Regions from separate parts of the Mus musculus genome. Here all the other regions are linked to region 3. A link is a contact called in public HiChIP or PLAC-seq and promoter capture Hi-C data. All regions are on one chromosome and are shown on one strand. Each heading gives the region's core, a stretch centred on a gene start, on an enhancer-like site or on the middle of the called end of the contact. The rest is flanking DNA. Distances are from core to core; before and after follow the strand shown. Region 1 overlaps 2900026A02Rik (RIKEN cDNA 2900026A02 gene). Region 2 holds the start of Kctd10 (potassium channel tetramerisation domain containing 10). Region 3 holds the start of Selplg (selectin, platelet (p-selectin) ligand). Region 4 overlaps Sgsm1 (small G protein signaling modulator 1). Region 5 overlaps 2900026A02Rik (RIKEN cDNA 2900026A02 gene).

Region 1 (2,700 bases), core at 94-2,593, 680 kb after region 3:
CTATTCCCCTGCCCTGTACTCAGCCTGGGACGGTGTGGGTGCTGAAGGACCTGCCTGCCTGCTGTCTGCTTCCCTGTGCCTCCACACTATTGGAAACATCTTTCCCCAAGCTTGGCTGTCCCTGAGTTCTGGTGGATTCTCTCATCTTGATCTCTTAAGATATGATCATGGGTACCAAGAGATCCCTTCATGGTCCCTGTGTCCCCTGCCAGATCAGGGTGCGTGTGACCTGCTTCACAGTCACCCAAATCTCACGGAGCTTTTGAATAACTGAGAGGTTCTTGCTGTCCTGACAGAGCACTCAGGCCTGACTGGTGAAGTGAGCACGCATCCTATGTCATCCGGCCCCATGGATATGAACTTCATTCACTAGCTTCTCAGGGCCTGGCGCATAGTAGATGCTTTGGTGGAGTGAACCTATCAGAGGGGAAGGAAGGTCACAACGGGCCTTCTCTCCTATGCACATAGTAGGCTGGTTGCGGTTGGTGCATGGAAGGATGCAGCTGAGGTGGTGACTGTACCCCAGACCTGTGTCATCACACAGTGGGCATCCAGGAGCCCGCCCGTGACTCAGGGTGAATGTTCAAGTACCGGCTGCACCATGACTCTGTTCACCGTGCTTGGCGAAGTGCTGGGTATACAGAAAGTGCTCAATAACTGCTTATAGACCTGAATGAGAAAATGAACGACTGACGAGTGATCAGGATCCCTTGTTCATTTCCTCTGTTTTTTAGTACAAGCTCCTGCACACAGTATGTGCTTGTTAATAGTGAGCCAATGACAAAGTGAGGGTTTTTTTTTTTTTTTTCTTTTGAGAATAGAGGTCTTGTTGGTTTGTTTACAGTGAATGAACTGGGCTCAGTGCACAGAGGTGCTCGCTACGTGCACACTGTACTGAGTGAGTAGCTGAACTGAATACATTTCTGAAGCTGGCTGAGACTTGTTTTGTTGTGTTTCCTCCACTTCTCACACAGGGCTACGCACATGGCAGGTTCGTGGCTCATGCTTACTGGGATATCCGGGGCCCCTCAGGGGTCTCTGTCTCTGCAGAATGGAAGAAAAGCCGGTGGGGGGTGGCAATCCTGCTGCCGCCTTTCCTGTTGTTCAGGTCCACACAGGTGGACAGGAAACCGCACAGGCTGCTGGGAGCTGCTGCCCAGGCTGGCCTTGAACGGCCGTGGCACCCTGCCAAGCATGCTGCTAAGGAGCAGCACCCCCGGGGACCCCTCTTCCCAGCCTTGTTGGCTGTTCTAAGTTTAGAGCAGGCTGTGCCAGCCTGCAGCAGCCATTGAGCTGCTGTGTCTCAGTGTCGAGGCCCACTGACCCCAAAGCCTGACCCAGGCTTCCTCAGAGCCCGCTGGGCTCCATGCTTGCACAACAGACCTAGCTGCCCTGAAGTCGAGTTCCCCACCATAAAAGGGCATAAAGAGGTTCTTTCTCTGTGTGCTCAAGGGATCCTGTTCCCCAGCACTGGCTTCATGTCTGGCTTCATCAGACCCTTCCCTCTGAAGGACCACACCCCAGGGCAGCCATCTTGCTGTTCATAATGATAGGCCTGCTTCTCCCCAGTGCAGTGTGCGGGGCAGGGTGCAAGCTGGGACTCACATGGGGTGAGGAGGCCATTTTTAGAGAGTTAGGTAGTGTTCTTCCTCTACCCGAAGACTGGGGAAGAGAGCTTGTGAGTCACGGAGCAGAGCCTCAGTGCCCAGAGACCAGGTCACCCAGTGTGGCGTCTGACCAGATGCTGTGGTGCCAGCCAGCTTCGGGTTACTGACTCGGGTGCTTGGTGTCTGGTGTCTTGATGAGAAGCTCTAACAGGAGGAAGGTGCAGTGGTGAGCATCTGCCATTGCACTGAGAGATTGGAGGCAGAAGCAGCATGGGCCACATAGTAAGACCTTGTCTGAGAGAAAAGATGGCTGTTGTGGAGATGGGATGCTGTAAATGTGGGGTGCAGTGGTGGATGTCTAATCCAACTCAGACCCAGGGAGAGGTGCACTCCGAGGCTTGATGGATGTTCAATCAGTGAGCTCCAGGTTCAGTGAGAGACCCTGTCCCAGAAGATGAGAGAGAGTGTGTAGAGGAAGACACCTGATTGTCAACTCAGGCCTTCACATGATTGTGTGCACACACACACAAAGACATGCACATACAGACACAGATTCTCAGACACTCAGAATACACACACACACACACACACACACACACACACACACACTCATACTCACATTCACACATACAGACACAGATAGACATAGACAGGCATACAGAAAGACACACACAGACACTCACACACTTACACTCATCACACAGACACATACACACACTCACATTCATATATATACAAACTCATACACACATGCACACACATACACAGATACAGAGACACACTCAAACACACTCATACACACAACACACACTCGTACATAAACTTACATACAAACATACTCTCACATGCACACAGACACTCATACATACTCACATTGCACACACACTCACACATACACAGACATACAGACACACATACACACACTCCTACATATAGACACATGCACACATTCACATTCGCACATATACATAGACACTCATATACACTCTCATGCACACACACTCACACATACACAGATATACATAGACACACACACCCACACACACTCACACATACTCATACACACTTAACACATACACTCATACACACACTC
Region 2 (2,700 bases), core at 109-2,608, 550 kb before region 3:
ACAAGTTGCTGAGCGACTTTCTTTTATGGTAGAAGTCGCTAGTTTCCCAGGCCTAAGGGCCACCATCTAAGTGTAGACCATGTAACAGACATTGTAGATCTATTTAACTAGGCCTCCCTTTGGAAGCCTATCCTGTGAGGCTACAACACCCCAATTTTAAAAGCCTAAGATAAGACAACAGCTCTTAAAGAAACCATTAATAAGCCAAACTATTGCTCTTAGACAGCTACAGCCTATCCAGATGGGGAAACGAAATGCAGAGGGCACATAACTCGCCAGTGTCCTCACCCACCGTCCCTGACTTTGAATTCCCAAAGGAATTACTTATCGGCAAGTCAAAAAGGCAAGGTTCAGGAATCACACACACAGAAAGGCACCACAAAGAGAAGTTGAGAATGCCAGGCACCCTGTGAGGCTAGCTAGGCTTAAGTCAAAATACGATCCAGTTTTTCCAGCTTTTGATCAAGAGCCGTCAGGAACCACACTAAAACGTATTCTAAAATAATCTCCGTAAAACAATCTAATTACTCTATTTACAGAGGAGGAAACTGAGGGTCAGAGATGGGACTAGATTCACCCAAGGTCACACAGCGAGCGACAGCACTGGGCTCGAATTCCACTTGGGGTGATCCGGAGGCCCGACGCCTCTCACAGGCACCGACATCAACAACCACAAGAACAAGTCCGTCTCGCCCACAATCAGTTGGCTGGCAAGGCCAGTCGCCTCGGCACGGAAATCAATGGAAGGGGGACAAGGAGATCCCCGAAGCCCGCAAGCCAGTCCCTCCTCCGACTTCACTCAAACCAAGACTCGGCCCCCCAGATAGCCTCCCTCCGTCCCTGGCCCCGCCGCCCAGAGAAGCGCCCATCCTGTCCCCACTCGCTACCCGCAGTCCGGAGATCTTTATCCGTTCGAGGCCCCGCACTCGGGGTCCGGGCCGCAGCGACCGCCGCCTTAGCCCGATCCCCCCGAGGTCCGCCAGCCCCGGGGCAGCGGCCGAAGCCCGGCCGCCATCTTGCCCCGGGTGTTGTGCTCCGAACACCTCTTGGGAAGCAAGCAATTATTCAGTTCCGGGAAACAACAGTTCCGCACTGCTTCTTTGCCCATGGAGGAGGTGAGGACTCCTTTCCTCTTGTCATCTTCTTTAGCAGACGGAAAGGAGAAACAAACATCCAGAAGTGGGACTAAACGCCTGACTCGGCCAAGGGGAGGCGGGAACGGTTGATAAAAAGAGTTCCCCCCATCTAGGGCTTACGGGGGTGGGGGGTGGGGGGGAACGCTTTAAGAAGAGTCCCTCTGCGGGGCGGAAGTGGGGTGTGGACGGACGCCGGAAGTGCCCGCCCCGGCCCCGCCTCCGCCCCCTGCATTGAGCGAGCTGGGTGTTTCCTGCCTCTCAGTCCGGATTTGGAGACTCCGGCGTCCTCCGACTTTTCATGGTGAGGGCGGTGGCCGCCGTCGGGGAGCTTCGGGGCGGGCGAGGGTGGCGACGAGGCTGAGCGGGAGCGGTGGGGCGCTGAGTAGCGCGTGCGGGCGAGGTCCGGAGCGGGGGAAGGGCTTCAAATGAAAGGAGCCGTGGTCGGGGTGGTGGTGGTGGGGATCTGCGAAGGGGCGGCTGGTCCTGCGGGCGGTGGTGGCGCTGGGCGGCGAGCCTGGAGTGCTGATGGGCGATGGGACGTGGGAGATCGTCGGGACAAAGAGACGGCGGCGGAGGCATCGAGACCGACGCTCGGGGTGGGGAACGAACGAGGGTTCGAGGGCGTGTGGAGAGGGGCGAGCGTGTACCCTTGGAATCGAGCAAAGTCTGGCCTCTGGGAGGCTGTGCCTTGAGTAAGGTGGGGTTCCAGGCAAGAGAGGGAGGGGGCGTCTCTGAACCCACAAGTCTGGAGCGAGATGACTGGTAACAGTAATTCTAAGGAGACATGTCTGAGGTCGGGGTACCCTGACCACAGAGTCTGGCCTCAAGTGGCACCTGGATACCTACCTAATCACTTCCCTTGAGGCCCTAGGTGACCACACCTCGGGAGTCCCAGGATGTCAGCTGTTGCTGTCTGCGTTATGGGATGGTTTCGGTTTACTTGAGATTCTCTAGGGTCTGTCCCTTGAATGGTTCTTTGTCCTTGGGTGGGGATGGGGGGCGGGTGGACTATTAACCCAGGTCTTCTTTGTCTGCCACTCACTCACAAGATCAGTCCCAAACTGAAGACAGATGACTCGGCCTGTGTCTGGCTTTGGTCAAGCTCTATTTGGTATAAAACAAGAGACACACACATTGGTAGAAGGCGGCCAGCAGCACCGGTAGACCACCAACTGGTCCCCTGGGGCTAACCTGGGAACTAGTTAACAACAGGATAGTCTGGGCTCACCGATGTATTTTTACAGTCTCTGTGTGTCACTAAGGATTTGGGCTGTGAAATGGAGGGCGTTTGAAACCAGATTCTAATACCTAGCTTCCCTAGTAAGCAGGATTGACAACATCCTCATTGAGACTGTTTGGAGAAGTTCTCAAAAGCAGGAGAACTGGGGGGGGGGGGGTGACTATCCTAGAAAAAAGTGTGGGGCTTTAGTTTTTGGCCTCCTTTAACTTCGTTTGCTTCACGCAGTAGCCCTGTAGCAGAGACCTCAGGTTAGTTTAGCCTCCTTGCATAATACCCCTTAAGCAACCCGCCCGGAAGAGCTCCCTTCAGATCTCCAAGGCTACT
Region 3 (2,700 bases), core at 72-2,571:
CCACTTCCAGATCCACACTGTGCATGCTTGACCTCCAGTCTTTACCTCATCTATCTCACCTCATCTCCTGCCTGACCCCGTAGCTCACCCTGGAGTGTCGCTTTTACTGGAGGGTATGTGGTCATGGTCTACCAGCCTGTTTACTGGCTGGCCTCACCATCCCATGGACAAGGGGGATTGTATGAGACCAAGGCTGCTGATCAACCTGAGATACAGGCAAAGGAAATCTGTTGGGCAAAGGAACAGATAAGGGAGAAATCCATTGGGGAATGACCCTCCCTGTCTGGCGAGTCCTTGACTGTTGGATTTTTCATGGAGCAGTTAAGACAGGGTCTTACTTTTTTGTTGGTTTGGTTTGGTTTGGTTTTTTGGTTTTTTGAGACAGGGTTTCTCTGTGTAGCCTTGGCTGTCCTGGAACTCACTCTGAGATCAGGCTGGCCTCAAACTTAGAAATCTGCCTGCCTCTGCCTCCCAAGTGCTGGGATTAAAGGTTCGAGCCACCACTGCCTGGCGAGTAACTTTAGCCCAGGCTAGCCTCAGACCCACAGTACTCTTCCTGCTTTGGCATCCCCACCACTAAGATTAAAAGTGAGAGCCACTACACCCAGTTATGTAGAACCCTGTGAGAGGAAAAGCCTCGTAGCCCCAGAGAAAGGAGGATCCTGAGGCCAAGCTGAGCTGTGGAGACGTGGAGAGGTTGGGGAGTATGCACAAGAATGCATGTGACTCACACACAAGCACATGTACAAACACACGTGTACATGCATGCACACACGTACACAAATGTGCATATACACATGTATACACACATGCACACATGAGCATGCACATGTACAAATGCATGCACATACACACATGAGCATACACATGTACAAATGCATGCACATACACACATACATACACACATGTGCACACAAGCACACACGTGTGCACACACCAGCATGCACACACACAAAAAACACTCTATGCATAAGCTCCAAAAAGGTGGGTGATTTGCAGTTCCTGCCCCTCTGCCTCCCATTCTCCATCTCCATTGAGACCCTCCCTCCCTTCTGTCTGGCCTTTGCCTCCATGGCAGGGGTTCTCTCTGGTTGCCTCTCTCCAGTTGCCCATAGAACAAGGCTGTGACTCTTCTCTGAGGTCTCATGTAGAGGTCCCCTCACAGTAAGCACCCCCCATACCTTCCTTGAACTTTCAAGATTGTTATCAGTCCCAACAAACCGCCATCACACTGCCCACCCAGCTTTAATCAGACTTGTCACCAAAGCTGTCACAAACAAGGGGGTGTGGGCGCGTCACGTGACCAGCCTGAGTAACCTCATTCTCGCTTCCTTCTTCCACACCCTGCCGTTGGGGGTTGGCGGGCAGATTGGGACCACAAGTGTCTGGCAGTGTGGACTGGGGCCCTGTCACTGAGGCAGAGTCGTTTGCTTCTGGGCCCTGAGGCAGCTGCCCCATGCTCTGTTGGGCACGGTAAGTCTGATTCGAAAAACCATGGGGAGTGGCTGGGGGCCCAAGGGACAAGGAGCCCGCCTTTGCAAGGTGCCTGGGCCCTTGTGAGTGGTGCTGACGTTCTGGGCCGAGGTCTCCCAGGAGACTTGGGCTTCTCCATCCTTAGCTGAAAATGCTCAGCTACTGCCTGTTTACCAGGCTGGCCTTGCAGTCTCTGTGTGGAGGCTCAGAGAAGCCCGGGTCCTCTGCCCTGAAACTATCCCACCCTTCCTCTCAACTGTGGGAAGCTCAAGGCCAGAGCTGAGACTGAGTCTGGACGAGTCGTGGAGTTTGTCTCAAGGTTGTTAAGGCATGAAACATTCTTTGGGATACTCTCTCTCTCTCCTCCTCTTCCCTCCCTCCCTCCCTCCCTCCCTCTCTCTCAAATCAGATATGGTCTCCATTTGTTCATAGGCTAGCCTGGAACTCTATGTAGCCCAGGCTAGCCTCTTGCCTTGGCCTCATGCTAGGGTTATATAGGGTTATATAGGTTATATGCACCACCATACCAGCCTTCTTGGATCTAAATTTTTATTTTCATTTATTATTATTTATTAACTATTATTTGCATATGAGCATATGGCATGGGCACTTGTGCGCATGAGCAGGCACATGAGTGTTATGCAGTATGTGTGGAGGTCAGAGAATAACTTGGGGGAGTCAGTTCTCTCCCACAGTGGGTTCTGGGAACTGAACTCAGGTCAGCAGGCTTCCCCAGCAAGCACTTTGACCCTCAGAGCCATCCAGCCTCCACTTTAATCCCTTTTTTCTTATTTATTTATTTATTTATTTATTTATTTATTTATTATATGTAAGTACACTGTAGCTGTCTTCAGACACTCCAGAAGAGCACATCAGATTTTGTTACAGATGGTTGTGAGCCACCATGTGGTTGCTGGGATTTGAACTCAGGACCTTTGGAAGAGCAGTCGGCAATCTTAACCGCTGAGTCATCTCACCAGCCCTGCCTTTTTTTTTTTCTTAATTAAATCAGATTGAGAAAACAGTACTTGTTCATAGGAAATTGTTTTTTTAAGTTGGTATTATCATTATCATTGCTATTATTTTATTATTATTATTAATTTTTTTCGAGACGGGATTTCTGTGTAGCCCTGGCTGTCCTGGAACTCACTATGTAGACCAGGCTAGCCTCAAACTCAGAAATCCACCTACCTCTGCCTCCCAAGTGCTAGGATTAAAGGCCTGTGC
Region 4 (2,700 bases), core at 182-2,681, 550 kb after region 3:
GTGACACCTCAGCCATGTTGCCATTGGAGTCTTGTTCCCAAGGGAGATGGAGGCAAATGAGTAGCCCTGTGCCCCAGTACCCACCCCGCTCCGCAGAAAGCAGCCCTGTTCCCACCCCACAGAAGGCAGCCATTAGGTTCTGTGACTCATTGGTGCATGATTGCCTGCCCTCTACTTCCCTGCGACAGGCTTAGAACCAGGGTGTTTTCTGGCCAGCTCATTGGTGAGTCTGTGAGAGGAGGGAGCGTGGAACCAGTCACTGTCAGCAGGTTCAAGAGCCTCATTCTGTAGCCAGCACGCTACTGTCTAGTGGATCGTGGTGACCCAGTCAGCCACTCAGCTCTGATGACAAGTGTCTCCCTCCCACTCAGGAATCAGAAGAGCCTATGAGAGAGCAGTTGTCCTAAGAAGTCATAGCAGGCGAGAAAATGACCACCTGTCTAATGTCCTAGAGTGGGGACCAGCAAACCCCAGCCCAGAGGCCAAATCCAGCCCCTGCGAGCTTGGCATGGTTTTAAATCCTTGACTGGAAAACAGCAAAAGGAAGCTAGGTCTTGGGGCCAGCAAGAGGGCTCAGCAAGTAGAGGTGTCTGCTACTGTGCCTGTCAGCCCGAGTCCAATCCTTGGAATCTACACGGTGCACAGAAAGAATCTATAACAAGCTGAGTTCATTTGATGGTTTTGTCTGCAAGACATCAGTGGTGCTAGACAGGCACATGGCTTAGGAGCTCCCCACCTGAGCCAGTTGAAAGCGATGTCTAGTTCAGAAGTGTGAATAGTGCTGCTATCATCCCTAGCCGAGATCCCAGGCGCTGGAACTCTTCCTGTGTGTTGGGATGAGCGCCCTCCCTTCTGACCACACAAGCTCTTGTGGGGGTCTTTGTCTCAACACTCATGCCCCCAGACTTTCTCTGGAAGTGTCCAATAGGTCCCCCTTCCCTAATGTCACCTTCCTGTGAACAGAACTGAATGGGGACATGGCGAGGTGAGGTTCTCTGCACTCGGGATAGGTCTGTCTTCTCAACTCTGAGCTCCCGCCTCCTCTTCTTCCCTCTTCCGCTGTCCTTCCCACTCTGCCCCGCAGCCAGAGCCTCTGAATTTTGGTGGTGGCTTTCACTGGATCATGTGGACTCAGGGACGATGTCAGATTGTGGTTGGGCACTTTGGGACTGTCACACTCCGATCCTCCCTGTCCCCGGGCCAGCTTTGGGAGAGCTGCTTGCTTTGGAGTGAGATTTCTATAATACACATGGGTTTAACCAAGGTTATCGCTGAGCCCCCTTTCCACCCATCATCCACCACAGTGCCCCAGGACCTAATGGATGTCTCTATGAACAACCTTCCACCCCTATGGCAACCCAGTCCTCGGAAGTCCTCCTGCTCTTCCTGTTCACAAAGCGGCTCAGCTGACGGCGGCTCAACCAATGGCTGTAACCATGAGAGGTAGGCGGGGCTTAGGCTCCTCCTTCAGGGAGGAGCTTGAAGCACAAACCAAAGTCCTTTGGCTGTCTATTGCTTCATTTTTGCCTCGTCCTGAGTTTGGAGCGGTGTGAATAGCAAATGGAGCTAGGGTTAAATCATGGCTTTATGTGGTCCTGGTCACTGGAGTTCCCTTGCACTCTGTCCGGCAGGATAACGTTCTGCTGCAGTAACACACAGTCCTGAAACAACAATGGCTTTTTTATAGCAAATGTCCTGTGTGCCGTGAAGCTGCCATGGACCCACTTCCTAACAGACGTCCATCTTGGATGTTGCTGGGCCACAGTATCAGATGCAATGGTATTTCTGCTTTTCAACTCAATGGTCCCACTCACAGGGAGGCTAAGAAATACAGGTTCAGCATGCACCAGGAGCCAGAGATATTATTTAATGACAGCCATGTATTCTGTGTGCTCATGCATGAAACATTAGCTTAGTAGGGCTATTACAAGGAAATAGCACGTGGTAACTGTGGACCACTGAGAACTTTGCCCAGTGTCTGCTCTCAGAGCATCGACTTTCATACCTCTGTCAGTGAGGAGCTCACCTCTTTGCAGAGTTGCAAGCCCGAGGAATGGCTTCCTATATGCACCTTGGGCAAGCCCGACATTCTAAGGGCACCTTGGGCAAGCATCATATCCTACGGGCAAGGAAGAGGGAGCGCCACTCCCAGGACTTCAGCTATGCTCCCCAGGACTTTAGCCATGCTCCCTTTTCAGGCTTCCTGGGTTTATCCAGTCTCCCTGGGGTAGCCTCAGGATAGATACACGGAGTCTTCTATTCTGAGCCCTATAAGAGCTCACAGCCCATCTGTCTCCGTAGCCAGCAGTACTGAGCACTGTTCTTTGCTTCCACTCCCAACAAGCACGGAGCAGGGAACATCATCAGCCCTGAGCCCCGCCTACCGTGCAGTTCACGCGGCCAAACCCAGGGGCTACTCCTTCAAACTGTTTCGAAGGGTAGGGGGGAGAATGAATGTGTGTGATGGAGAAAGCCAGTGATTCCCAGCATCCAAGAGACTGAGGCAGGAGGGCTGTGGGTCCCAGGCTAGCCTGAGCTATATAATGAATAAGACCCTATCTTAAAAAAAAAAAAAAAAAAAGATGTGCTCACATGATTGAGAGGTTCAGGGAACACAGCTTTGAGCCTGGCTGGATCCCAACGCTCAGAACAGGAACAGCCCTCCTGATCTCCCGGTCTGTGGGCCGGGCCAGGGCCTTT
Region 5 (2,700 bases), core at 160-2,659, 720 kb after region 3:
GGCCTGTGGGTCGCCAGTTCTGCTGATCATGGGAGGACATGGGGTCTGGTGTGGAAGGGACCACAAGACCTCCAATGCCATCATGGGAGGGCTTTAGGGAATTGCTGTGCCCATTTTGAAGGGAATCAGGGCACTGTGAGAAGCTGTCCCCGTACCCCCTGCACAGCCTGCTCTGGCCTCTATAAAATGACCTCAGGTGGGGCCCTGCGAAGTGCTAGCCTCAGCTTACCTCACCTGCTAAGTGTTTCCTGGCTCAGATACCATCGCATGCGCTCCAGGACACCCACAGCGTCCACTCCTCGTCTTCACAGCCGGACATTTTGGGGTAGAGTTTACTGCAGTTCTGCTGCTTGCTGCTGTGTGGCCTTGGGCAGGCGAATTAACCTGTCTGGATCTTGGTTTCCTAGCTATACTTTGTAGCAATATTTATGTTACAGAGTGTCTTAGGGTTTCTATTCCTCCACAAAACTTCATGAGCAAGAAGCAAGTTGGGGAGGAAAGGGTTTATTCAGCTTACACTTCCATGTTGCTGTTCATCACCAAAGGAAGTCAGGATAAGAACTTACACAGGGCAGGAACGTGGAGACAGGAGCTGGTGCAGAGGCTGTGGAGGGGTGCTGCTTACTGGCTTGCTTCCCCTGGCTTGCTCAGCTTGCTTTCTTATAGAACCCAGGACTACCAGCCCAGGGATGGCCCCGCCCACCATAGGCTGGCCCCACCCATGGTGAGTGGGGCCTTCGCACATCAATCACTAATTAAGAAAATGCCTTACAGCTGGGTCTTATGGAAGTGGTTTCTCAATTGAGGTTCCCTTTTCCCTGGTGGCTATAGTTTGTGTCAAGCTGGTAAAGACAACTGTGTTGTGGTCATCGTCGTCCCCACCCAAGGGGGTTAGGAACCTCTCTCCTCTGGGTCTCCCGTTGATTAGCCAGGCCTGCCAGAGCCCTGTGTGGGTGTGACCTATGACCTGACAGTATCAGTGTCATGTAAACACCCACGCTGGAATTGGGGTGTGTCCCAACCACTGGAAGCCAGACCCCCACAGTCAGGAGAGACCCCCTTAGCACCTCTGCTGTGGCATTCCTGTGCACGTGTGGCCGGGCTGAGTCCTTCCCTTTAGGGATCCTCGGTCCCTGAAGCCACGGCCTCATCCCCCCCCAGGCTGGGCCCCATGTGGGCTCCCTAATTATCAATGGAAACAGTGCACCGACGCGATGCTCTGTCACAGTCTATAAATAGGGAGCCGGAGGAAGACTTGAAAATGCCACCGGCTCTTCTGGGCGGAGGAGTTAAAAACAACTTCAGAGAACCAGCTCTGTGCTGGAGGCCCAGGGTGGGGACAGGCACGGGCCTAGATTGGACCACATCCATCCCCGTGGGCCCAGGCACAGGGCCCTGGGGACATTAGTAATAGGGAGAAGTGAAACCTGGTGACCGGAGCCTGTGCTTCCCCATGAGAGGGACAGAAGCCTCCACTGCCCACTGGGAACTTCAGGAGCCCCATCACCTGCATAGGCCACATTCACACCCCAAAAACAAGGCCCTGGTTAGCTTCAGGGCCCTCAGAACCCAGGCTGGAGAGCAGTGTTGTCTCCTACAGTGGAGGCTTGTGTCCTGTTCCTGAATGGGGCACCGAGTGACACCTTTGGGACCTCACCCAGGTTGTCATGCCCCACTGACTGGAATGCCTGTTGTGGGCAGTGTGTGGAATATAATAGTATATACACAATCATTTTAGTAGTTGCTACTGTCTGGAGAGGTGAAGCCAAGTGCTCAAAGCCACATGACCAGCAGGCAGCAGGGCCTGGAGCTGGGGTCTCTCAGCTGCTCCTGCAAGGCTACAAGCTGCTCACATCATAATCTCCTCCCATCAATGTTTGTATGTGTGTGTTTATGTGTGTGTACATGTATGTATGTCCACATGTGTGTGAATGCATGTGTGAGTGCATGTACACTCACTGTGTACTGTGTGTACATGTATGTATATACACGTGTGTTGGTGTACATGTGGGTGTGTGCTTGTATGTGTGTATATACACTATATGTGTGAGTACATGTGTGTAAGTGTTCATGTGTACATGTGTATGTGTGCATGTATGAGTATGCACGTGTGCATACATGTGTCTATGTGCATATGTATGTGTGCATGTGTACATGTATGTGTGTGTGCATGTGTGTGTTTGTGTGTGTGCACATGTGTGGTATGTGTATGTGTGGGTGTGTCAGAGTGTCTGCCTTGGAAGCGAGTGGTTTTCTAGCTTGTGAAGGAGCTGTGGTTTGGAGTGGCTAGGGTGGAGCGCCCCTGCTCCCAGGTCTAAGTACACAGGCTGGGGGGGGGGGGGGCATCAAGGAACAGGTGTGGCTTCTCACCTGAATAGCTACTCCCAGGAGCAGCCAGAGCCAGGTCTCACAGAGCCAAGGAGCCAGCTGGCCCGGGATGATTGTCAGCCTGGGACCTCTAGCTGCTTGTTGAGTGGGAGTGTGGTGTCTTGAAGAGCAGTTTGCTGGGAGGTGGGAGGGTCCTGTCACCTGGGGTGCTGCCTTCCTCATAATTGCACAAGCTTGCTGTGGGGGTAGGGTGGAGGGGAGTGGGAGGGTCGTTTTCTCGGAGCTGCTGCTTTGCAGTTCCTATAAACCCCTCCCACTCCCCAGCAACTCTGTCTCCTGTGATTCCTACCAGGAACCCCTTGCAAACCCAGT

What was found. Promoter capture Hi-C pulls out the DNA fragments that hold promoters and counts their contacts. HiChIP or PLAC-seq counts read pairs in DNA pulled down with a chosen protein or histone mark.
Region 1: a contact with region 3 is called in a promoter capture Hi-C map of pre-B cells, with 2.7 times the contacts expected there. The contact joins the enhancer-like site here to the promoter of Selplg in region 3. A contact is called at or near these places in 3 of 39 promoter capture datasets (the C10 cell line and pre-B cells), 1 of 15 datasets of contacts at CTCF or cohesin (pro-B cells), 1 of 484 Hi-C or Micro-C datasets (pro-B cells) and 3 of 115 datasets of contacts at active chromatin or transcription factors (the 230-238 cell line, large pre-B cells and pro-B cells).
Region 2: a contact with region 3 is called in a promoter capture Hi-C map of liver, with 2.5 times the contacts expected there. The contact joins the promoter of Kctd10 here to the promoter of Selplg in region 3. A contact is called at or near these places in 1 of 39 promoter capture datasets (liver), 1 of 484 Hi-C or Micro-C datasets (CD8 T cells) and 2 of 115 datasets of contacts at active chromatin or transcription factors (memory CD8 T cells and microglia).
Region 4: an H3K4me3 HiChIP or PLAC-seq map of embryonic stem cells shows a contact between it and region 3, with 14 read pairs. The contact joins the enhancer-like site here to the promoter of Selplg in region 3. A contact is called at or near these places in 4 of 39 promoter capture datasets (the C10 cell line, hippocampal neurons, liver and 1 more) and 3 of 115 datasets of contacts at active chromatin or transcription factors (embryonic stem cells and large pre-B cells).
Region 5: a contact with region 3 is called in a promoter capture Hi-C map of the C10 cell line, with 13 times the contacts expected there. The contact joins the enhancer-like site here to the promoter of Selplg in region 3. A contact is called at or near these places in 4 of 39 promoter capture datasets (the C10 cell line, embryonic stem cells and pre-B cells) and 1 of 115 datasets of contacts at active chromatin or transcription factors (the 230-238 cell line).

The regions. Positions count from the first base shown.
Region 1 is chr5:113,150,119-113,152,818 of GRCm38.p6, reverse strand. All of the region lies in intron 6 of 2900026A02Rik (RIKEN cDNA 2900026A02 gene), which reads left to right. All of the region lies in intron 2 of Gm42161 (a long non-coding RNA gene), which reads right to left. Among named protein-coding and RNA genes, the nearest start is that of Gm42161, 6.1 kb to the right of the region's middle. RefSeq lists an enhancer at 1-867. Within about 2 kb of position 1,343, at least 87 of the 459 cell types and tissues checked have an H3K27ac peak or open chromatin away from gene starts, as enhancers often do. A contact at or near this core is called in the 230-238 cell line, pre-B cells and pro-B cells, where this site is marked.
Region 2 is chr5:114,379,163-114,381,862 of GRCm38.p6, reverse strand. It overlaps Kctd10 (potassium channel tetramerisation domain containing 10), which reads left to right and starts at 1,358. Exons shown (of 7, transcript NM_026145.4): 1 at 1,358-1,437. The coding sequence starts at 1,435. It overlaps Ube3b (ubiquitin protein ligase E3B), which reads right to left and starts at 1,243. Exons shown (of 28, transcript NM_054093.3): 1 at 888-1,243.
Region 3 is chr5:113,829,122-113,831,821 of GRCm38.p6, reverse strand. It overlaps Selplg (selectin, platelet (p-selectin) ligand), which reads left to right and starts at 1,321. Exons shown (of 2, transcript NM_009151.3): 1 at 1,321-1,473.
Region 4 is chr5:113,274,777-113,277,476 of GRCm38.p6, reverse strand. Sgsm1 (small G protein signaling modulator 1) reads left to right here. Exons shown (of 25, transcript NM_172718.3): 13 at 1,305-1,443. Among named protein-coding and RNA genes, the nearest start is that of Sgsm1, 35 kb to the left of the region's middle. Within about 2 kb of position 1,431, at least 14 of the 459 cell types and tissues checked have an H3K27ac peak or open chromatin away from gene starts, as enhancers often do. A contact at or near this core is called in embryonic stem cells, where this site is marked.
Region 5 is chr5:113,113,045-113,115,744 of GRCm38.p6, reverse strand. The region is part of intron 6 of 2900026A02Rik (RIKEN cDNA 2900026A02 gene); the gene reads left to right. Among named protein-coding and RNA genes, the nearest start is that of 4833439F03Rik, 23 kb to the left of the region's middle. Within about 2 kb of position 1,409, at least 121 of the 459 cell types and tissues checked have an H3K27ac peak or open chromatin away from gene starts, as enhancers often do. A contact at or near this core is called in the 230-238 cell line and pre-B cells, where this site is marked.